Linked DNA regions of Sus scrofa: all the other regions are linked to region 3. Evidence: chromatin contacts called from public Hi-C and HiChIP or PLAC-seq data. All regions are on one chromosome and are shown on one strand. Each heading gives the region's core, a stretch centred on a gene start, on an enhancer-like site or on the middle of the called end of the contact. The rest is flanking DNA. Distances are from core to core; before and after follow the strand shown.

Region 1 (3,268 bases), core at 47-2,546, 160 kb after region 3:
TAAAAACCCAACATAGTGTCCGTGAGGATGGGGGTTCGATCCCTGGCCTTGCTAAGGATCCTGCATTGCTGCAAAGCTTAGATGTAGGTTGCAGATGCAGCTGGAATCTGGTGTTGCTGTGGCTGTGGCATAAGCCTGTGGCTGCAGCTCTGATTCAACCCCGAGCCTGGGAAATTCCATATGCTGCAGGTGTGGCCATAAAAAGAAAAAAAAGTCCATCCTGCTGGAAACAACTTTGAAATTCAGTTCCTCTAACGTGTCTGTTAAGGTGTCCATTAGTGGTTATTTAGCACAGTTTGCTTTATGGAACACATTTAAGAATCAAACAACCTTAGAATGAGAAGGAAGCATGTTACCTACGTGGTCTACTCTAACCTAGTCGCTTTTCCCACTAAAATACATCATTAAAAAAAAAACAGTACAACTATCTTTGTGTCTTTTAGTAAGATAAGCAGGTGCAGTCACCTGGCGACCCTTGGAGGAGGATGAGTGTGGGGGAAATGAAATTCCTTGTAGCAATTTGCATTAAAACATTTACTAGATGCTGGTGACAATTTATGGACAATGCAGTCCCTTGTATCCCCCTGGTTGTCACACATTGAAAGATAGTATCAGTTGTATGTGGGAAAAGCTGCTGTTTGGGCCATGTGAATGTGTGATTTTGTGTTCAGGAAGCTGCTTGGGACAGAGTGGGATGGAATTTCCAGCACAGCTCACTGTGTCTGTCATTTGCCTTCCATCCACTGTTCTTCTCAGCAATGCGCCTATTTTGAACATGTTTGCATAACTTCAGTACCTCTGTCCTTCCACTGAGCATCTCAAAACTACAGACACCAAGGAGCAGAGACTGGAGAGGAGACAGGACCCCATTTCTGCTCCACCTAAGATGGCAGTAAAGTGGATGCTAACATGTGAAAGTCCTACCATCATTTCTGAAGGTGACGCCAGAGCCTCGTGTGCTCTGCTCTCGCTTGATGGCTGCTGGGGGGCCTCTGTGCTTCCGTAACTCTCCAGTGCGTGATTTCCTTTCCACTGAGAGTGTTCGCTCCCCCATCCATGTGACTCCGGCTAGATGGTTCCCTCAGGACCCACGTCCCCAGCCACAAGACGGGCGCCTGGCTCAGTCTGGCAATCCCAGTGTCCCATTCACCCTGTGCAGCGATGGGTTCAAGGGGTGGAAACGACACCCAGCAGGACCAGTTCGAGTCCTTCTGTGCCAACCAGCTACCCTTTCTGCCTTTGGACCAATAGCTGTAAAGACGTGGCCACTCTTCCCACCACATAGAGAGTCTGTTTGTAGCTAGAGACAACAGAGCCAACAGGGAAGTGAAACAGAAACACGTTGAGAAGTGGGAGGAGAGGGGGTGTGTGTGCAAATCACGTTACACCATTTCAGCGTTAAGCTCCAGGTCCAAATGTGCATTCAGACCGGATTTAGTGCCGTTGGTCACTAATTCTTTTCTAATTAGCTCTGTGCAGCCAGTGGGCACCACTGCCTTCAGACACCTCTACCTCTTTTCACGTTTCTGCCTCCTAGAGATACTCAAGCAGGTCCTGTGCCTTTTCTCACCCCCAGTCATTTACACTCGCTTTCTCAGACATTCAACATTCTGCTCTGATCCAAATCAAACCCTCACTCTCACTTCCTGGTCAAGGAGCTCTTCTTTGCAGCTCAGGATTCCCTGAAATTCGGGAAGCAGCCTGAGAGGGGAGAAGGCATTTGCCCTTTCTTTCTCGGTGGTGGGCTTTCCCTGGATGGGCTGCCTTCTGCAGAGGGGAAGGGAGAGAGTCCCCCTTCAACAACAACTGCATGGTCTGACTGTTGATTCCTTGTTTGCACCCGGCCAGACGCTGGGCGTGGCTACATTCTGGAGTCGGGGTCCCATCCTCTGCTGAGGACAGTTCTCGCCCTGCGGTTCTTGGGAGAAATCTCTGAGCCGAGCTCCGTCCAGCTCGGTGACTTTTCTGGGACCTGCTGCCCCGTGGGAACCCTTGGCACACTTGTGCCTTGTTCCCTCAGTTCAAGAAGAGCCCATATCTCCCTCTGCTGTCCTGTCTTTTGGCCCTGAACCTGGGGGCTACTCCAGCCTTCCCGCTTCTCCAGGTAAGAGTCAAGGACAGTCTCTTGGTCCAGATACACCCACCAGTTCCAGGGGCACGGGTCAGACCCTTGGGAGGCACCCACCTGCCACAGTGCAGGTCCTGTGAGGTTTTAGAGGATGTCTCCGCTTCTTGAAAGTAGGTCTTTTTTGCTCAAAGATTCTCCTGGGCTTTGCATCGCTTGACTTGGCCACAAATGCGTAAGATCCAAAGGAGACTCACCCTCCCTTCAAGGAGGGTGAGCTCGGTGATCGTGCTCCTTGACCTTCTCTTCTCAACCTTGGCTGGCGGTGAGCAGTGGGCAAAGGATCTCAGAAGGGACCTTCTGCAGGTCTGTGGTTTTCCCATTTGTGGCGAGGGCACTCCTGCCCTGTTGACCTGAATCTCTGAGGCAGGAGGGAAGTTTGATTCAATACTCCATCGCAGTGATCTCAGCTTAGGGTGGGTCCGTTGCCAGCCAAGGCGTCTTGACATGCATACCTCCTATTTCTCACTCATTCCTGAAGCCTTGGGGTCCACTGTCTGTAGAAACTCACGTCTCCACTGGAAGCCCTTAGATATCACATTTACTACCACTGTTTTTCATTTCCTTGGCATCCTCCAGAAATTCCCCTCTGCTTACACAGAGGTCCTGCATACTCCCTTTCCCACTCCTTAGCATCAAGTCCCTGATGAGGGCATCATGGGACAAGTCAGCACAGAGATTGCTGCCCTGCCATCACCCTGCTGCGCAAGCTCGTGACCCGTGTTCGCTGCTCCCAATAGTCAGACCATTTTCCTTGCCCCCGTGGAAAAGTCTGCGTGTGTCTACAGATGTCCCACCACGGAGAGGGAAACCCTATCCAGTGACCGAAGATGGTGGGGACACCCAGAGAAAGGGCTGTGAGTTGCCACCAGCTTGCAAACACTGAAAAGGAAACAGGCACATCCTCTGGGCAGGCTCCTAGGACACAGGGACCCTGGCACACTACGGCCACTGCTACAAGGCCAGTGAATTTGAACCTGCAGCCAGGTCAACATGTTGAATGATGCCAGCCTCCCTAGAAGCCCTGGCTGTGTCCTTATCCCCGTCCCAGGATCCTGTCCCTCCAAAGCCACCGCTATCCTGCCTTTGCTGCACGTCACTTCCTGGCTTTTCCTTATCATTGTACTTGAACTTGATACATTT
Region 2 (3,403 bases), core at 159-2,658, 180 kb after region 3:
CGGAAAGAGCCCACGACCGGGTGCGGGGGAAGGGCGCCCCTGAGCGGGTGGGATCCCGCCAGCGGCCGCCGCCAGCGCGGCCTGGGGTAGAGGGCGCCGCATCCGCGCCCCCTCCCGCACCCCGACTCTCCTTCCAGGAAGGGGCACCGAAGCTGCTGCCGATCCAGAGCTCACCGGTGACGGACTAATGTGATGCTCGTAAACAAGCCGGGGCCGGGCACCCGGGAACCACCCAGGCGCAAACCCGCCAAGGCGCGCCCCCACCCCGAGCCTGGGCGCGGGATCTGCTGGCCGAAGTGTGTGTTGGGGGAAGGTGGTTCCGAGAGGGCAGCCAAGTTCACTGCCCCTTCTTGGCCCCCAGCAAATGGGGCGGCGGCGGGGCGATGCGGGGCCCGAGTGGGGTGCTACCTCCGCCTCCCCTGCACCAAGCCCAGGTCCGCGGTCTCGGCCCCTGATCTCCGCAGGCGCCCACCCCCTACAGTGTTCCCTCCCCCGGTCCCCTCCCCGGCGGAAGCTTCGAGCCCAATTAATTGAGTCAAAGGCGGGAGGGCAGGGCCCTCCGCGCGGCGGCCGGCCCCCGCCCCTCCCGCGCGCCCCTTTTCCCGCCCTGGGTGGCATCTCCTCCGCCGGCATCCCCAACGAGCCTCTGATTAATGAGGCTCGGGCCGGCCCCCACCCCGCCCCGGGCCCCGGCCTCCGCGGGAGGGGGAGGGGACGGCGGGAAACGCGGCCCCGGGAGAAAGGGGGGCGGGGCGGGGGCGCGCGGCCCGCCCCCCCCGCGCCCGGCGCCCATTGGCCGCACGCGCCGTCCGTCCGGGGGCGCGGCGCCAATGCGGGCGGCGGGGCGGGGCGGCCGCGCAGTGTGTGCCTGCGTAACGCCGAGTCACATGTTGTTTTGCTCTTCTTAGTTCAGTCACTCGGTGCGCGATGTGTTACTCACTGTGCGGCGGGGACCGCGACGAGCCCGGGTCGCCGTTGGCAGCAGCAGCAGCACCAACCCCGGCGGCGGCGCGGACCCCGAGTACCCGGGCACACCCCGGCACCGCGGAGCGCGGCGCAGCGGCGGGACCGGTGCGGCCGCGCGCGCCTTAAGGCTCGGCCCCACGGCTCGGGGACCCCGACTCTCGGCCCAGCCAGCGAGTCCCCAGGCGCCGCCCGAGAGCCCAGGAGGAAGCGGCCGCGGGCAGCCGGGCCAGGGGGCGGCCACCGCCCGCGTTGGTCATCCTCTGGGGCCCCGGAGCGCGGAGGGCGCTGCGCCACCGCGCGGTGCCGGCCCCCGCGGGCCTCCCCGAACCTTCTCCACCTCCTGGGCCCGAGGGACGCGGGCTCGGGCGGGCGAGCAGGGGGGGGAGGGAGCCGCTCCCGCCCGCGCCCCCTCCGCTCCCTCCAGCCCCTCCAAGCCCGGCCGGGCGGCGGGGCCTGAATCGCCGGCGATGGCGAGCCCGCCGCTGCACGGGCCCCCCGGGCCGGCGGGCGGCGACGGCCCCAACCTCAACAACAACAACAACAACAACAACCACAGCGTGCGCAAGTGCGGCTACCTGCGCAAGCAGAAGCACGGCCACAAGCGCTTCTTCGTGCTGCGCGGGCCCGGCGCGGGCGGCGACGAGGCGACGGCGACAGCGGGTGGGGGGTCGGCGCCGCAGCCGCCGCGGCTCGAGTACTACGAGAGCGAGAAGAAGTGGCGGAGCAAGGCGGGCGCCCCGAAGCGGGTCATCGCGCTCGACTGCTGCCTGAACATCAACAAGCGCGCTGACGCCAAGCACAAGTACCTGATCGCCCTCTACACCAAGGACGAGTACTTTGCCGTAGCGGCCGAGAACGAGCAGGAGCAGGAGGGCTGGTACCGCGCGCTCACCGACCTGGTCAGCGAGGGCCGCGCGAGCGCCGGCGACGCGCCCCCCGCCGCCGCCACCGCCGCGTCCTGCAGCGCCTCCCTGCCCGGCGCCCTGGGCGGCTCGGCCGGCGCCGCGGCGGCCGATGACAGCTACGGGCTGGTGGCGCCCGCCACGGCCGCCTACCGCGAGGTGTGGCAGGTGAACCTGAAGCCCAAGGGCCTGGGCCAGAGCAAGAACCTGACGGGCGTGTACCGCCTGTGCCTGTCGGCGCGCACCATCGGCTTCGTGAAGCTCAACTGCGAGCAGCCGTCGGTGACCCTGCAGCTCATGAACATCCGCCGCTGCGGCCACTCGGACAGCTTCTTCTTCATCGAGGTGGGCCGCTCGGCCGTCACGGGCCCGGGAGAGCTGTGGATGCAGGCGGACGACTCGGTGGTGGCCCAGAACATCCACGAGACCATCCTGGAGGCCATGAAGGCGCTCAAGGAGCTCTTCGAGTTCCGGCCGCGCAGCAAGAGCCAGTCGTCCGGCTCGTCAGCCACGCACCCCATCAGCGTCCCCGGCGCGCGCCGCCACCACCACCTGGTCAACCTGCCCCCCAGCCAGACTGGCCTGGTGCGCCGCTCGCGCACGGACAGCCTGGCCGCCACCCCGCCGGCGGCCAAGTGCAGCTCGTGCCGGGTTCGCACGGCCAGCGAGGGCGACGGCGGCGCGGCTGCGGGGGCCGGGGCGGCAGGCGGGAGGCCGGTGTCGGTGTCGGGGAGCCCCCTGAGCCCAGGGCCTGTGCGCGCGCCCCTGAGCCGCTCGCACACCCTGAGCGGCGGCTGCGGCGGCCGCGCCAGCAAAGTGACGCTGGCGCCGGCAGGGGGCGCTCTGCAACACAGCCGCTCCATGTCCATGCCCGTGGCGCACTCGCCCCCGGCCGCCACCAGCCCGGGCAGCCTGTCGTCCAGCAGCGGGCATGGCTCGGGCTCCTACCCGCCACCTCCCGGCCCACACCCGCACCTGCAGCATCCCCTGCACCCTCAGCGACCCTCCAGCGGCAGCGCCTCGGCTTCGGGCTCCCCCAGCGACCCTGGCTTTATGTCCCTGGATGAGTATGGCTCTAGCCCTGGGGACCTGAGAGCCTTCTGCAGCCACAGGAGCAACACGCCCGAATCCATCGCCGAGACTCCCCCGGCCAGGGACGTCAGCGGGGGCGAGCTGTACGGGTACATGACCATGGACCGGCCTCTGAGCCACTGTGGGCGCCCCTACCGCAGGGTATCCGGGGACGGGGCCCAGGACTTGGATAGAGGGCTGAGAAAGAGGACTTACTCCCTGACCACACCTGCCCGGCAGCGGCCGGTGCCCCAGCCCTCCTCCGCATCCCTGGATGAATACACCTTGATGCGGGCCACCTTCTCTGGCAGCTCGGGCCGTCTCTGCCCGTCCTGCCCCGTGTCCTCTCCCAAAGTGGCCTACCACCCCTACCCCGAAGACTACGGCGACATCGAGATTGGGTCGCACCGGAGCTCCAGCAGTAACCTGGGCACGGATGACGGCTACATGCCCATGACCCCTGG
Region 3 (3,270 bases), core at 648-3,147:
GGCTAAAGTCTTCCTCAGTTTCCCCCCACAGAAACTGTGAGAAAGTAAAGGTTTGGAGTTTGCAGCAGTAAGTTTGGTGACCTGCTACACAGCCGTGGGTAGCTAACACCGCCTGCGAAGGACTAGAGATTCGGAAACTAGGGAGATGCCAGAGGTTTTAAGAAAGGAATCCACAGGCTCCGTTTTTTTTGTTGTTGTTGTTTTTTGTTTTTTGTCTTTTTAGGGCTGCACCTGCGGCACATGGAAGTTCCCAGGCTAGGGGTCAAATAGGAGCTGCAGCTGCTGGCCTACGCCACAACCACAACAATGCTGGATCCCAGGCAGATCTGTGACCTACATCACAGCTTGTGGCAATGCTGGATCTTTAACTCACCCAACGAGGCCAGGGATCCAACCCACATCTGAATGGATACTAGTTAGGTTCTTAACCCACCAAGCTGCAATGGGAACTCCCACAAGCTCCACTTTCATTGAAGAGGGCAGAGAGGAGTGGTGGGGACAGCAGGAGAGGGAGGGGCCGTAGACAGAGACACACTGGCCCCCACTTCTGGCCCTTGTGGCAGGTCCTACCCTCTCATCTGTTCACGTGACAGCCCAGACCCCACAGCTTTAGATGGTAACTTTGAAAAGGATGCAAAGAGGGTCTGGCTGTTTTATTTGCTCTCCTCCCAAGCCCCCGCTTCCTCCTTGCCTTTTTGGGGTGTGTCGATTCTCTCTTTGAGGCTGTCCTGAGAAGGCCTTGGGTGGACCAGGGCCCCTTTCTCGCCGCATTTCCCATCTGTCTGAAGGGTCCCAGTGCCTCGTGACTCTTCCCTTCCCTGGGTCTGTTACCTCGTGAGCTGAATGACATCGGAAGACATGCCCCCAGGGTCAGTGCTAAGGGCTGGGGACACTCGTTGGCTGAAAGGGCAGCAGTTAGGGAGAGGGGCTGGCAGGAGCCGTGGCATCGGAGCTGGCTCTGCTTGGAAAGAGAAGGTGGGGGCGGGCCTGGCAGCCTTCCTCGGGTGGCCCATGGCCTCGTCCGTCTGTGGACAGGGCTGGGGTCCACTGTCACTTCCAGGCAAGAAGGAAGGGTGGGGGCTGGCCTGTGAGCAGGACGGAGCTGAGCAGCCGGGAGGTGCTCCAGGAGGCCACGAGCCCCCGCTGGGAGTCAGACTCCCTCAGCAATGGGCTTGTTTCAGGTTGGGACCCGCCCCCCATTTGTAGGCACGTGATTTCCTAGACCCCGTCCTGCAGCGCACAAGGAAAAACACAGCCTGAAAAGACTGTTCTGAAACGAAGGATGATAATAACAAGCCATCCGCTGATGCTGGAAGCGCTCTCCGAGGAGGCAGGGAGGAGCCTGCTTTCAGAATTCATTCTATTTTAAAAAAGGATGCAATGCAGTTTTCCGGGAATGGGAGCAAAACAGAAAGTGGATGAGTGACGCCGGAGGTCGGTGAGCTTGTCTCTCAGGCCGAGCCCTGACCCCGCGGGGACCCAGCGGGTGGGGAAGCTGCTCAGTGTGCCTCCTCAGCCCATAAAGGCTCCAGCAGTTTCCAAGGCGAGTCTGTGGGGCGTGAGGAGGCCACACGGCAGCGTCAGACAAAACAACGCCAGGAAGTTTCACTGACAGAACGTGCTCGGTTCTGAGCACCCGCAAGCTTTCTGGAGGAGGCCTGGTCTCCAGGAAGCCTCATGGGGGCACCTGGGGAGATGCCCCTCGGTCCTCGCCCTGTGACGCCCTGACCTGGCAAGGCCTCAGTCGCGGCGGTGGGCTGAGGACCGCTGGTTTGCGGAGAAACGGCACAGACGGGGCTTCCAGGGCTGGGCCCTGCGTCCTTCCTTGTCTGAGCCCAGAGTCACCTGACCCTGGGGCATCTGCGGCCGAGTCCCCAGGAGGCCGTCCTTCCCCAGGACGGCCACCAGGTGGCAGCACACTCCGCCCAGCAGGACACGGTCCCCGCCAAACCTGGGCCCTTTCCCAGGACAGCGGTGGCTCTGCGGAGGCGAGGCCAGGTCACCCACTGCCGCCTGGCTGCCCAGGCCTCTGCCCGCGTCCTTCCACCCACTGCCGGCCGGGCCACGCGCTCACACACACACGTACACATGCACAGCCACACAAGGCATACACACCCACACCTGCACACAAACACAAATGCACGTACACACATATATGCACGCACAGTCACACACATGCACACAAGGACACACACGTGTACACACACACACACACACACTGTGAGAACCTGAAGGCTTCTGGCAATTCCCGAGTTGAAATCCTTACCCTGGGTGACCGGGTTTGGAGGCGGGGCCTCTGGGAGGAGGTTAGGACTGGGTGGGTGAGGGTCGCGGCCCCTCCCCCTCCTCCCTGGTCGGATTCCGACTCTTGTGGCTCTTGCAGCCCTCCCCGCCCCTTCCCCACGTGAGGACACAGCGAGGGGCCGGCGGAGGAGCCCCGGCTGCGCAGACCCCGCCCCGACCCCCAGCCTCCGAGCCTACGGTCCGGGTTCAGCGTCACAAACTCACAGGTCCCACATATTCTGCGGCCGCCCATCCCCCCTGCGGCTGCCCACCCCCCTTAGTGGCTTGCACTCCTGCTCTGAAGGTCAGTGGGGTGGTGACTCTGGGCTGCCCTTGGCCTTGGGTCAGTGCTAAGGGTTGGCGCAGTCTCGTGAATGACTGCGGGCAGATTAAGTGACAGGGCAGTGTCCTGCTTCCTGGGCGATCCCCGGGCCAAGGGCTCCAGCCTGTCAAAGCCACGCAGGGCGCTGACAGGTGCTGCCTGTCCTGGGCCACCCGCCAGCTGGGGATTAGAGGCGGCTGCCCCACCCCCAGCCTTGTCCCTGTGTTCGCGGGGGTTGGGGTGCCCTCTTCGGTGACCCTCCGGCATCCACAGAGTCACAGGTGCCAGAGATGCCAACAACTCAATCAGAGCACCTGGCACCAGCCTTGAACCTGCACATGCTGGCAACATGCGCAGAAGGCATGGTGACGCAGGAGCCTATCGGAGGGCTGCCCGTCCTGTGATCCAGTGACCCTGGCTGCAGGCCGGGCGCCAGCCTGGAGGTGGAGAGGCGAGTGAAGCCCTGGTGGATCTGGGCTGTCTTACGGCAGTTGGAAGGGTCCCGGCCCAGCGCTGGGAGAGAGGCCTGGGGTCCGGCTGGCGGGGCCGCCCTGTGCAGAGCGACGGCTCCTCTAGGCCTCTCTCTGTCTTCGTTAGGAAGGTGCAGTTTCTACCCCTGTCTCCGTTTCCTGTGGCCGCCGAAACCCACGGCTCCCAACCGGGCC

Evidence for each region. Hi-C and Micro-C count contacts between places; a contact is called where the count stands out from the background. HiChIP or PLAC-seq counts read pairs in DNA pulled down with a chosen protein or histone mark.
Region 1: a contact with region 3 is called in an H3K27ac HiChIP or PLAC-seq map of alveolar macrophages. The contact joins two enhancer-like sites. A contact is called at or near these places in 5 of 47 Hi-C or Micro-C datasets (epiblast stem cells, fetal liver, liver and 1 more) and 1 of 2 datasets of contacts at active chromatin or transcription factors (alveolar macrophages).
Region 2: a contact with region 3 is called in a Hi-C map of liver, with 7 times the contacts expected there. The contact joins the promoter of IRS2 here to the enhancer-like site in region 3. A contact is called at or near these places in 1 of 5 promoter capture datasets (liver), 22 of 47 Hi-C or Micro-C datasets (alveolar macrophages, brain, embryonic fibroblasts and 12 more) and 2 of 2 datasets of contacts at active chromatin or transcription factors (alveolar macrophages and skeletal muscle).

The regions. Positions count from the first base shown.
Region 1 is chr11:76,674,924-76,678,191 of Sscrofa11.1, reverse strand. No RefSeq gene overlaps it. Among named protein-coding and RNA genes, the nearest start is that of IRS2, 22 kb to the right of the region's middle. Within about 2 kb of position 1,296, at least 4 of the 83 cell types and tissues checked have an H3K27ac peak or open chromatin away from gene starts, as enhancers often do. A contact at or near this core is called in alveolar macrophages, where this site is marked.
Region 2 is chr11:76,652,644-76,656,046 of Sscrofa11.1, reverse strand. It overlaps IRS2 (insulin receptor substrate 2), which reads left to right and starts at 1,408. Exons shown (of 3, transcript XM_021065907.1): 1 at 1,408-3,403. The coding sequence starts at 1,434. It overlaps LOC110255859 (a long non-coding RNA gene), which reads right to left and starts at 636. Exons shown (of 2, transcript XR_002336770.1): 1 at 1-636.
Region 3 is chr11:76,831,563-76,834,832 of Sscrofa11.1, reverse strand. No RefSeq gene overlaps it. Among named protein-coding and RNA genes, the nearest start is that of COL4A2, 160 kb to the left of the region's middle. Within about 2 kb of position 1,897, at least 24 of the 83 cell types and tissues checked have an H3K27ac peak or open chromatin away from gene starts, as enhancers often do. A contact at or near this core is called in alveolar macrophages, brain, liver and 2 more, where this site is marked.